Linked DNA regions of Mus musculus: region 1 is linked to region 2. A link is a contact called in public Hi-C data. All regions are on one chromosome and are shown on one strand. Each heading gives the region's core, a stretch centred on a gene start, on an enhancer-like site or on the middle of the called end of the contact. The rest is flanking DNA. Distances are from core to core; before and after follow the strand shown.

What was found. A called contact is a pair of places that touch in the nucleus more often than the background predicts.
Region 1: a contact with region 2 is called in a Hi-C map of cerebellum, with 2.0 times the contacts expected there. The contact joins two enhancer-like sites. A contact is called at or near these places in 6 of 484 Hi-C or Micro-C datasets (B cells, cerebellar granule neurons, cerebellum and 2 more) and 1 of 9 other capture datasets (adipose tissue).

Annotation. Positions count from the first base shown.
Region 1 is chr1:155,211,102-155,216,963 of GRCm38.p6, forward strand. BC034090 (cDNA sequence BC034090) reads right to left here. Exons shown (of 10, transcript NM_001370865.1): 10 at 1,370-2,612. The coding sequence ends at 2,419. Among named protein-coding and RNA genes, the nearest start is that of Gm31102, 29 kb to the right of the region's middle. Within about 2 kb of position 4,195, at least 81 of the 459 cell types and tissues checked have an H3K27ac peak or open chromatin away from gene starts, as enhancers often do. A contact at or near this core is called in cerebellum and ventral hippocampal neurons, where this site is marked.
Region 2 is chr1:154,886,987-154,893,230 of GRCm38.p6, forward strand. No RefSeq gene overlaps it. Among named protein-coding and RNA genes, the nearest start is that of Gm41976, 22 kb to the right of the region's middle. Within about 2 kb of position 1,800, at least 12 of the 459 cell types and tissues checked have an H3K27ac peak or open chromatin away from gene starts, as enhancers often do. A contact at or near this core is called in cerebellum and ventral hippocampal neurons, where this site is marked.

The DNA.
Region 1 (5,862 bases), core at 2,945-5,444, 330 kb after region 2:
CAGGGGAAAGCAGAGGCCACGGGGTGCCTCAGATCTCAGGTCAGAGGCAGGAAAGCCTGTATGCCCTGTACATTCTCACATCTGGGTTCTGTCCTTTTCTGCCCTGGGGGAGGGGAAATGGAGGAAGGCTAGAGAAGACGGGTGGACCTCACTCGGGGCAGACAGAGCTGGGAACTTGATACCAGCACCGCCATCGAGCTGGGTTTCCCACCTCTGAAAGGCCAAGAAGCAGGACACTCCTGGTAGGCCCCGTTTAAAGACTGGGGTACACCAGGGCCTGGCCAGCAGAAGCTCCTGCCACCCCAGCCCCCTGGCCTCTCCCAGCCCCTTCACTGCATTTCTCCAGAAGACAAGTGACCTTGCTATAACAGAAAGCAGAGGTGACTTTTGCTACTGACATTTTCCCCAGAGGTGAAATTTCTTTAGTGGCAGCTCCAGGCTAGGGAATATCCAGCAGGACAGTGGTTCTCAACTTTCTAACACTGCGACCCGTTAATACAGTTCCTCACGCAGTGGTGACCCCAACCATGAAATTATTTTCATTGCTACTTCAGCACTGTAATGTTCCTACCTTTATGAATTGAATGGAAATATCTTTGGAGACAGGTTTGCCAAAGGGGTCGCAACCCTCGGGTTGAGAACCACTGCTGTATGGGGTTGCCAGGGCTTCCCCTTGATTGTAGCGTTTGCAGGGAAGGGATGGGGGCAGATTCATCTCTCGAGTGCTCCAGTGCCCTCTTTATGTGCTGAGGTTTCATGCACATGATAGGCTGGCTACTCTTATCCACCTGCTAGAAGCCCCTTCTTTTTGCTTTTTCTCCAGCCTGGGGTAGTCCTAGCCATCCAGTCCTGCACTCTTGGGGCTCTGAGACAGTCCCCCACTTCCCTTCCTCTCCCCAGCCTCTGGGGCAGGAGCCGTAGAGTTGTAGCTGACTTCTGCTGCAAATGTCCCCATCTCCTTCCCAAGACAGGCTAGTTTCCTCTCTCACCTCGCCACAGACAATACTCCCTCAGTGTCTTCCTTGTCCGATAAAAACTGCCTATGACACTCATGTCAGCCCAATCCAGATGAGACCACAGCTGGCACTGTGACAAGATCCACACCGGCAGTGAGCCACACACTCTAGCCCACCGTGCACCTAGCCCAAGGTTCTTAGCTTTGTTCTCTCAGATCTCAGCCTTGCCAGGGCTCCTCTCCTGACTCAAGGTCTGCAGAGCCTTCTGCATCTACCCTGGCCATGACCCTACCCCTGCAGGCCTCCACATGTCCCCTCTGAATGCCCCCTGGCCATACCTGTACCCTTCTGCCCCTGCCTTGCCCCAAGCCTCTTAGGGCTGGTAGAGACAAAGTGAAGACAGAATCCAGCAATTCCAGTGAAAGCAGCTTTGGCTTTTTAATAATTTAAGACTGACGCCTGTCCAGGCATCTAGCGTCCCCAGCCCTTGAGCAGGATCTAAGCTGAGCAGGCTGCGCTATGCCTAGGTGGGATGGCCACCTCCAGCTCGCAGCCTCCCTGCCTGCTGCCCACCCACAGCTGCCACCAGGGAGGTCTGGATAGGAACCCTGCAGCTGGGGGAGAGCCAGACACCAGCTGCAGCCCTGGCTCCAAGCTGGACAAGAGAACAAAGACAAAGGCCCGCCCAGGCCAGGCTGCAACAACCTCTGTCTAGCAGGGGTGGAGGCAAAGGGCTGGCTGGGCCGGCCCCCCACATCCTTAGTACCATGGCCACACTTGCTGCAAATGGCAATAGTTTCATTTTTCAACTTTGTGTTGGTCATAAAAATCTCTAGTAATTCTTAATATTCTGGCTCCCAGAATCTCTCAGAAGTTTGCATACCCAGAAGGGGCACAGAACTCCTGTCAGGCCATATTTCACAGAACACACAGTTAGGAATATGTGCTCCTGGCTGTCAGGCTGTGCCAAGACACTGAGCCCTTTCTGGATCAGAAGCAAAGTGTCACATGGAAACCAGGAAAGCCACGGCTGAAAGAGATGGGGCACAAAGCCAGGGTGGCCACGCTGTCTCTGGTTTGCTGGGGGCTGGGGAGCCTTCTCAGTGAGTGTGGCCAGAAGCTGAGGCCAGCTCTCAGGGACCAACCCAAGGATTAGTCAGTGGCAGTTCTCTCCCTCCAACAAAGGAACGTGACCACTTCTGTGAAGGAGGAGACCAGGATTCTCTGTCTCTAGACCTGTATAAATTAGTGATCTTAACTGAACGTACACACGGGTACTCGGCCTCTTCCTGCAGGGGGCCGATCAGAACAGCTTCTGCCACTGCCCAGACAGATGCCTGATCTGTGAACTGCATTTTCCGTTCACATGTTATCTCTGGGTGGCATGTTTCTAGCCCCTCCTGCTGCGTGTGTGGGTCAGGGGTCCTGTAGGAGTGTCAGCAAGAGCAGCGGTACTTCTGGGTCACTGGGGGACCGGCCTTTGTCTCAGGACACGAATGGACAAGCTCTCCGCATGAGCCAGTAGCTCTTTGATGTGAGCCAAGCCCAGTCCAGCAACCTTGGCCCCGCCCACCTCCAGAATCTCATCCCCGACCCTGAGCAGCCCCGAGTACAGCTTCGCGGTGTCCAGGTCAGCCATGGCCTGCACATAGAGCCCTGCAAAGGAAGGAAGAGGGGATGAGATGTCATGCAGGACACAGTGACACACCCCTCACAACTGACGTCAGGTGTCGCTCCCTACCTTCTGCCCCGTGCTTAACCTCATTTCTCTGTGGCCTCTTTCAAAATAGCAAAACCCCTGCAACTGATGCCTGGAGACATTCCATTATCTGCCTTCAGTTTAGCACGCATGAACTAATCTTACCCTCTTCTGACATCAGCTCTTAGGTGCACTGTGTTGCTCAGGATTCATAAATAGATGGAGTCCGTAGCTCAAGTCACCCAGGCTCAACCCAAAGGCCAAGGCAGAGGACCCGTCACTAGAGTAATACAAGTGGCTGGGACCAAATCTCCTTCGTAGTACTCTGCAGGATTATTGCTGGCCTCAGGGTCATTCACACAGTTCCTCACTTGGGATTTGGTGGCATGTGGCCAAAGTCCAGGGGAAATAGATGCCCACGTCTACAGCTTACTTGCCTGTTTCTTGCACCCTTCCCTCTACCACTCGAAGAGGCTCAGCCTGGCCAGCGTGATCATTCCTTGGGTTGTAAAATGATCGAGCCCTTCAGGGACTTGTGGCTGGCTCCCAAGAAAGCCATGTTGTAGGAGAGCTATGGGGCCTTGGTTTGACAGGGCAGGTCTCTAGCCACAGCTGCCGCAGCCCAGTCCACCTGAGAGCTGGGCATCTTTCGGGTTCTCTGTCAGCTGCCCTGCCCTGACAGCAGACATGGGTAGGTTCCTCTGGGGAAAGCTGGAGCCTGCTGCTATCCTCTGCTGTGTGAACATTGCCAGCCTGCTGAAGGACAGAGGGGGACAGCCTCGGCAGATGACTTTCCTGCAGCCGACAACACAGTGGGACCTGGTGACAGGTGAGCAGTCCTGACCCCTTCACCAGCTGGCTGAGAAACACGTGGTAACTGCCCACATGATACCTTCTCCAAGGCCTTTCCCTAGTCAAGGTGCTTAGCACAGGTAGGGTGTCTGTTCTGGTGCCTCCATCTGTGGCTTGGCGCATCATGGACTGCGGGAGGTGGTACCTTGGCCTATGGATCCAGAAGATCCCCCTTCATTGTAGCCCCTGGGTCCCAGAGAATCCAGGCTCTGAATATGGACTCTCCAAGCCCTTTCCTAAAGGTTTGTGGCCATTTGGCCGATCTGAGCTCCGTACACACTTCCTCTCCTGTTTGAAGTGTGGCTGTCCCTTTTGGTGCTTCTTGGCCAAGATGAGCCTTTCCAGTGAGGCCCTGTCTCTAAATAACCAAGCTCATAGTTCTTTGGCAGAAGGCTTTCCCAGAGGGATCCTGCCCTGTCCTTCATCTCCTTTCTCGGATGCTTGAACAGCTTACCTGCTGGGACTACAGGCTGGTGGCATGGAGAGAGAGGGGGAACCACCCCTACCTCCCGATGTGAACCCACAGGAGTGTTTGGTATGCAGCAGGAGAGGCAGGTGGAAAGGAATGACAGAACCCAAAAGAATGTAGCCAAGTCAGACCAGACACTGACGTCACTCCAGCCATTTTGGGGAGACTTGGGTAGGCTTCCCAGCTGAAATCGTGACTGTGAGGCAACTCTGGTATTTGTGGTCTGCTGGAGACAGCCTTTGCTAAGGATGCTAGATGCCTATGTTGTAGCTAGTTAGAAGCAGAAGGCAGGGCCTGCTGTTTTTGTGGGGGTGGTGTCAGATGAGATTCATGCTGGCATCCTGACTGACGCTCAGCAAGGAGCCAGAGCAGCCCCAGACCATGGCTCCTCTCCTCTGAGGCTCAGCAGAACTGGCCCTAAGCAGCCTGTGGTAGAGCACCAACAGCCACCACACTGCCTAGTGTGAGACCCCTATGTGACATCTGGTGGCCAAAAACAGCAGCAAGAGTGGGGCTCTACCCAGACAGCCTGGACGGCACTCAGTCTGGCTTCCCAAATGTCAGCTCCCTGTGTGTGCGCTGACATCTGACTCACCCTAGGTCCAGACTGGGGGAGGCCCACGCTGATCCCGATCACACATGTTTTCTACCCCCCTGGCCCCGTCCATTCTCTGCTTCCCCCACCCCCCTTACCCCGACAGGAAGTTCAGATCACACTAGCTGCAGTTCAGCAGATTATAGCCCCTGCTCACCATCTCCAAGGCCACTCTCCCGCCACCTGCTATTTGATCTGTCTCCTGGAGTCTGGACATCACTGTAGTTCCCTTCACTGGCCCACTGTGTATCTCAACACAGCTAGGTATCAGCCTTCTGTTCTAAAATCTCTTCCAGCAGATGGTTCCTATGCCACTCGGTGAGAAAACTCCAGGTCCCATAGGTCAGGGCAGCATGCAGCCTCTCTGAGCTCAGCTCTCAGCCTGACCTTGTTTCCCTAACAGCAAGACCCATGGCCCTTTAGGGCCTTCACAGTTGGTAGCCCCTCTACCTGACTCATCTCCTGTTTGTCCTGTCTCCACTGGAGTGTCATCTCAAGCCTGTCTACCCAGTACCGGCCATGCCTGTTTTTTTTATATTTGCTTCTTGGTGCATTTCACTATGCCATGTTCATAATATAAAACATATGAAGTAAATGTGTAGATCTGGCCTAGCACCCTTGCTGGAGCGCACGCTCCTGAGGCCTGAGGTCTGCAGTCTGCGTGCTTCATGCTGTGCTGTAACCCCGGTATCCAAGATACTTATTAGCAGGCACCTGACACACATTAACTCACAGATGCCGAGTGATTCACAGGACAGGAGCTAGCACACACGCTGGACCTGGCACCCAGGAAGAGCTTCTGGAGGGACGAGGAGAGCTTTTCTCCATTGCTCAACCAAAGCCCCAAAGGAACTTGACCCCAGGGGCTTTCTGAGGATCCTGAGAGCATACCTGAGTCTCGACGGCCACTGCCATGGGCCACGTGGAATCCAAAGGTGCCCTGCAGCACAGCGTGTGCTGCAGACACGGCAGCAGGAGGGCTTTCCCAGTTAAACAGCCCTGGCCTAGCACACTGGAGAGCGGACTACTTCTCCCCAGGGCCCAGCAGCACAGACTGCTGAGCTTGCCTTTCCAAGTCATCCCCTCCCTCCTCTGCCCACTCTCCCTCCGCTGAGCAGAGCCTGGGGACAGCTTCCAAGGGTTCATGTACTCACACATTCTAGACCATGGGCTTTGGCCTGGGCAAGTCAGGTTGCCACACAGGACTCCTGGATGTAGAGGGACCAAGAACTGGTCAGAATTCAGTGACGGTGGTATTGAATTAGGATACAGTAGGCAACCCCGCCAGACA
Region 2 (6,244 bases), core at 550-3,049:
GGAAAAGAAGGAAAGTGGGGAAAGGCAGAAAAGATAGCAAACAGAAGAAAACCAGCTTAGATTTTGTCTCTGCTTTACTCCTTTCTCTCCTGGTCCTGATGCTGACAGTGGCTCTCCCTTCTGTGCCTTCTCCTTGCTCCCTCCCACCTTGTCTCTGCTCTTCCCCTCTCTTCTCCTAGAAACAGGAAGATCCAGATTCCTGACTCAGCATTCCTCAAGCACCTTGGGGATGCCTGCCAATCTCTCTCTTTGCATCTCCTTGTCTTTCTTTCCTTCAAATAGGGGCCTTTGGGCATTTGCTGTGTTCTGCTAGCTCTTACTATGTATGATTCTATGGTCCTCTCTCCATCCCTCCACTTGGCCGCCTTTCATCTCTGTCAGACTGTCTCTGCATTCCCCATCTCTCAGACTCTGTCTCTATGTGCTTTGCTATCTATCTACCTACCTATTTATCTATCTATTATCTATCTGTTTCAACTATAAAGTGATTTTAAACTAATAATTTAAATTAAAATTCCTCTTCCCCTTGTGAAAAGCACGCTGCCACTCCAAGATGGTCCTCCTTCATCCTATAGGCTCTGAATCCAACATCAGCTCTTCTCAGAAGCCCACCAGTCTCCCAAGAACAGGATCAGCACTCCTCATGTAAGCTCTCATAACCCTGATTAAGCCCTGTTGTGCCTTTTCTCCATGTTGCAATTGCCCGCTCATCTGTTGTCCATCCAGTTGGCAGGTGAGTGAGTACCTACAGAGCAGAACAGTGCCTTGCTCCCTACTCCATCCCCTGTGCCCGCTTCTTGGGAGGCACTTAGAAGGAGATGCTGAAGGAAAAAATAAATCATCTATAACCAGAGGTTTCTGAATCACTGCCTGTCAAAGACTTGGGACATACTCACAAAGGACACCAGGAAAGAAGGGGGTAGGAGGAGCCAACCGAGTATTACAAGGGATACAGAAAAGAGAAAATCTCCTGTTCTTCAAAGAGGCATGAGCTTGGTATAAAGGCTCCAGAGTGGGCTCAGCAAGAAGGGAGACAATAGCAAGGGGATGGTTTCCCTCAGCCCATCTCAGGGCTACTCTGGCACCGTTCAGGCAAACTCCAATGGTTACTACATACTCAGTGATAAGGCTCCTTCCACATAGCAGTGCTTCCAAATGTCTGACATCCACCACCTCAGCATTCCTGCCTGGCCCCATTCTTCCTGGGAACAGGGTATAAGGGAGGCAGGCAGACGGAGGCTATGATGTGGCTGCCAGAGGGACATGGGCCAGGTGGCCAGTCCTTTGTAACTGATGGAAGATGCTAATGAAGCTTTCTGTCTTCTAGGAAGTAGCTACGTTTAAAGTAAGAAAAATACTCCGTGAGTAGATATTTTTTTAATGGACAAAACCTATGCGTTTAAGAATATTTAGCTGTCAATGTGAATGAAAAGCAAAAATTCAGGGCAGGAAGGCTCTTCCCAGTGTTAAGTAATGAAGTCCTTTATCCATCCGTCGCAGGAAGGGTGAGTAACACACACACACACACACACACACACACACACACACACACACACACACACACACTATTTATGTGCAGAGAGTCCCAGTTAAATTGAAACAGGCTCCAGCAAGGACCATGTTTTATATAGTGTGCAGCCCCCCGCCCATAACCCAGAAAGCCAGGCACTCCTGGCTTGGAGCCCCAGCCCTCACACAGCTTTTTCCCCAAATAATCCTTTAATCCAGATGGAACTGCCTACCCTCAAAGATCTGCCAAGTGACACACAATCTTCTCGATATCGCGCACAGACTGAGTGACACATTTCATTAGCAGACTCTCATGAGTTCCCCTCACCAAGCCATCCTCCCATGCAGCCTCCACATACCCCTCATCCGAAGCACAATCTAGTCATGAAAAGCAGTGAGGTTGAAGACAGACACTAGAAAACAAAAACAAGCAAACAGCATACGCCTCCTGAAGCAACACAGCTTTATAAAAGATGGTAATATCACACCTGACTTTATTGCTACACCCAATTGTTTAAGAAGTTCAAGGTAGATCTAGGTTGACTTTCCTCTGTGTGTGTGTGTGTGTGTGTGTGTGTGTGTGTGTATCCATTTCTTTCGTGCTAAAGGGGAAGCATAAATTAAAAACCTTCCTATACGCTCAGATCAGCCATTGTACTCCCTTCTTCCACTAGATTGAAAACACACGCCCCCAACCACGGATCCTAATCATCTCTCCATGTAACACCCAAACATTAGGACAGACCTACGCTCTTCCACCACGTTTGAGAACAGAACCGGAAAGCCTGTGGCAGCAGATGCCCATACTAATTCCATTATGCACACACATAAACTGCCAAGACATCACACGGACACACTCGTATACCCATAACTAAACTGTGGGCACATGCACACACAGTCACATTCTGCCCTTTTGCTCTTGTGTGTGTGTGTGTGTGTGTGTGTGTGTGTGTGTGTGTGTGTGTGTGTGTGTAGCTTAGATTGGTGATGCTTTGGATTATGAGGTTTCCATGGTTACCCTCTATGGAGGAAACTGGGGTAATTGAACTCTTGGGGTTCACCATTCAACAGATGCCGCTCGCTCCCTCCTACAGGCTTGCTCACTCGTTTGCTCTGCCTTCCTTTCATCATGGGCCGTTTTAAGTGACAGTTTCAAGTCAAGAACATCATCGTAGAGTGAGACCTTCCCAGCGTTCTCGTTCTACCTTGGAAAATTCTAAAGTTGAAAGCTAATTTCAACATACGGGCTGCCCCGGAATAATCTTGGCCTAACTTGGGTCTAAGAGCATGGGACTGGGCAGCATGCCCCACCCCCAGAATGGAAAATAAAGCAGACTGACTATTTCATAAAAAGTTCTAAGAGAACTGAAGGACTCAGATCAATATAAATCCATAGAAACAGAGAGTGGCCCCGACACATGCTTTCTCTCCTCCCCACAGACCTTTTCCAGACTCCTGGGTAATTCTTGCCTCTTTCATTTAGGCCTCTGGAACAAGGTATCACGGGATCATGGAATGATTATAAAGGCTTATTATAGGCAACAAGCAATTCTTTCTAACAGTGAGAAATCTGAGATGGGGTGCTGGTATGGGGATACTGTCTTCTGGGCTAAGGACACTACCTCACTATAAGGCAGACAACAGAGACATAGAAACTCATCCTACCCTGACAAGGATGCAAATTCTATACTATGGGCTTGACAGTTGTGTTCTAAATCACCTTGCAGAGGTACAAACTCCTAGCCCCTCCCACAGGTTAGGATTTTGACATGAATTTAAGGGACAAGAGAGCAACATGCAGCCTATAAAGGTTACATCAATTATAAAGAGAAGAAATCTCTTGGGATGGCCGTGTGCCTTAGATATGACCTTGTCTATACATAGCCAGCCCAAATTGGCTTGTTAAACAAAGTGCTACAACACAGTTCACTTATGCCTCATTGCCTCCAGAGGGCAGCAGGACTGACACAGGGAAATCTCCCGGGGATTAATTGACAAAGGTTTCTTCAGACTTTGATGACTTTCTGAACAAAGAAATGAAATCATGTCACATGTAGTAATGGCACAATATGCTAGTGTTCCATCGTGACTAGGGACAGAGAGACTCACGGTACTTAGTGGCACACGAGAGCCTTAGTTCAGTCTTTCAGAAGCCCGGGAGCCACAGCCAAGGTCCTCAGCCACCAGGCACCTCAGAAGTTTATATATCTATTATTTTTTGGCCTCTGGGTTCTCAGATGCCTTTCCACATGTAGGAGGGACCCTTTTGCCTAGTAATTCAAAATACTATGTAGCACAAAGACTCGCTTAAATATAAGGGGGCATTTGAATATTTGTTGAGATCTGGGGCATCCTGGGTTTCATCCTCAGGATCTAGATGATGGAAGGAGAAAACTGACTCTCACAAGTTGTCCTCTGACTTCTACCTATATGCCATGGCACACACGCATGCGCGCACACACACACACACACACACACACACACACACACACACAAATAAATAACATTAGAATACAAATGAGGATATAATTACAGTTTTTCTTCAAATACACACTCTTTCCTATTCTTGCCCAAATTTTTACAACTAACTCAGAATGGGCACTACAGATGGGCCAGGAGTAACAAGGAGAAAAGTTGGAGTTAAATGAACAAAACTGCTCACTTTGATTCCAGTTACTCACACAAGGCCTGAACTTGGGCATGCTTAGGTGATCTACAGGGAACAGAACAGTATAATTAACCAGCTGGAAACAAAGACCTGGGCAGCAAATAGCAGTAGGCAGTAATCTTTATTACAATAATGTAACAACAACAGTAATAATAATAGCAAGAACAAACGGAGAACAAGAGGAATTTAATCATGACAAACGTAATTGTGACTCTCCATTTCCCTTCCCCTTCTGTTATGGACTGTCATGTTTTCCCCCAACCCTCCCCCACAGAACTCACATACCAAAAATTTAACCCTTGGTGCCATAGATCCATGAGTATATTTGGAGACAGGATCTTTAAAAAGTCAATAGATGCATGAGGCTATTGAAGTGAGTCACACACACAGGCAAGATTCCAGGTAGACACGTTTACAGTGTCACTTCATGAAGAGGAGAAAAGGAACAGTGGTCAAATGTTTGCCTGGCATTCACAAGGCCCCAAGTTCAATCCCCACAACCCCACAATGTTTTTCTTTTCTTCAAGGCAGGGTTTCTTTGTACAGCCCTGGCTGTCCTAGAACTCACTCTATAGACCAGGCTGGCCTCGAACTCAGAAATCTGCCTGCCTTTGCCTCCCAAGTGCTGGGATTAAAGGCAAGCGCCACCACTGCTTGGCTTCCCACAATGTTTTTGATAAAATAGTCACAATAGAGGAATGCAAGTTTAAATTATATGATACCATTTTATTAGAACCTAAGTAAGTGATTGTAAGGGACTAGAGAGCAGGTGAAAAAGAAACAAACAAAACAAAACAAAAAAATTAAACAAAAAACAACAAAAAATTTCCTCTACTGTCAATGCCAAGCTAAATGAATCTCTCTTGACACACCAAACTTAGCAGTGACTCAGGTGTGTCTCAACAGAGCATGCTTATGAAGAAGAGGAAACACAAATATTTCAACAGGTAAACCTATCTTATGTCTCAAACCACTCAAAACTGTCAGCTCCTGAGGCACCCACCAGGTTCCTCTTCCCAGAAGAAAATATTAGTAGTCCAGTCATCAAAATAGGAAGGTTGTTCCTCAAGTCCTGTACTAAGCACTGGCTTTGACTTGCCTGGTACCTCTTCTTCCTTCAATAAAAGGTGGAAAAAAGAAGCCACCCTCAGTCCTAAAACTACCCTGTTATCCTGCTGGGTCCCAGTTCCTCCCTTCTCTGTTGTTTACACCCTTTGCTGCATTGTTCAGTGGCTCTTCCTACAAGCAGAAAGAGACAATCTCTGAAAGATGGGTGATTGGCCATGGCCAATGGGATCAGCAGACACAGCACAGGCAGAGATTTGAAACGCATATGAGGGCTGTCTCTCCCCTTTTTGCCACCACCATTGTTTTTAGGGTTTTATTGCTGTGAAGAGACACCATGACCAAAGCAACTCTTATAAAAGAAAACATTTAATTGGGGCTGGCTTACAGTTCAGAGGTTATTTCACTACCATTTTGGCAGGAAGCACGGCAGCATCCAGGCAGACATACATGGTGCTGGAGAAGGAGCTGAGAATTCTGTACCTTGATCCAAAGGCAGTCACAAGAAGATTGTCTCCCAGGCAGCTAGGAGGAGGGTATCAAAGCCCAACCCCACAGTGACACACTTCCTCCAACAAGGCCACACTTCCTCCAACAAGGCCACACTTCCTAATACACCACTCCTTGGGCCAAGCATATTCAAACCACCACAACCATAAAAAGAACATTCCCCGCCTGATCATCACCCAAGGAGGAACAGGAAGCAGTTGGGGATCTAGACCGGAGTTATCCCTGTCATTGAAGCCTGAAGCAATGCTAACAGCCTGCCTTGAGCATAATTAAAGCTTAACCTCTGAGTGGGACCTGTAATGCTGATCGATGCACAGGGAAAGGTCTGCCCACAGTTTTCTATATGTGGTTAAGAATGAGATTTCCAGACAATGAAAACCAAGCATAGAAAGCTCACTGGCTTCAGGATCTTTTTCTTTTTATAATTGCAGTCCACCTTAATTTAAATTAAAAAACAAACAAACAAACAGGAATTCTTACAGCTGCTTAGGC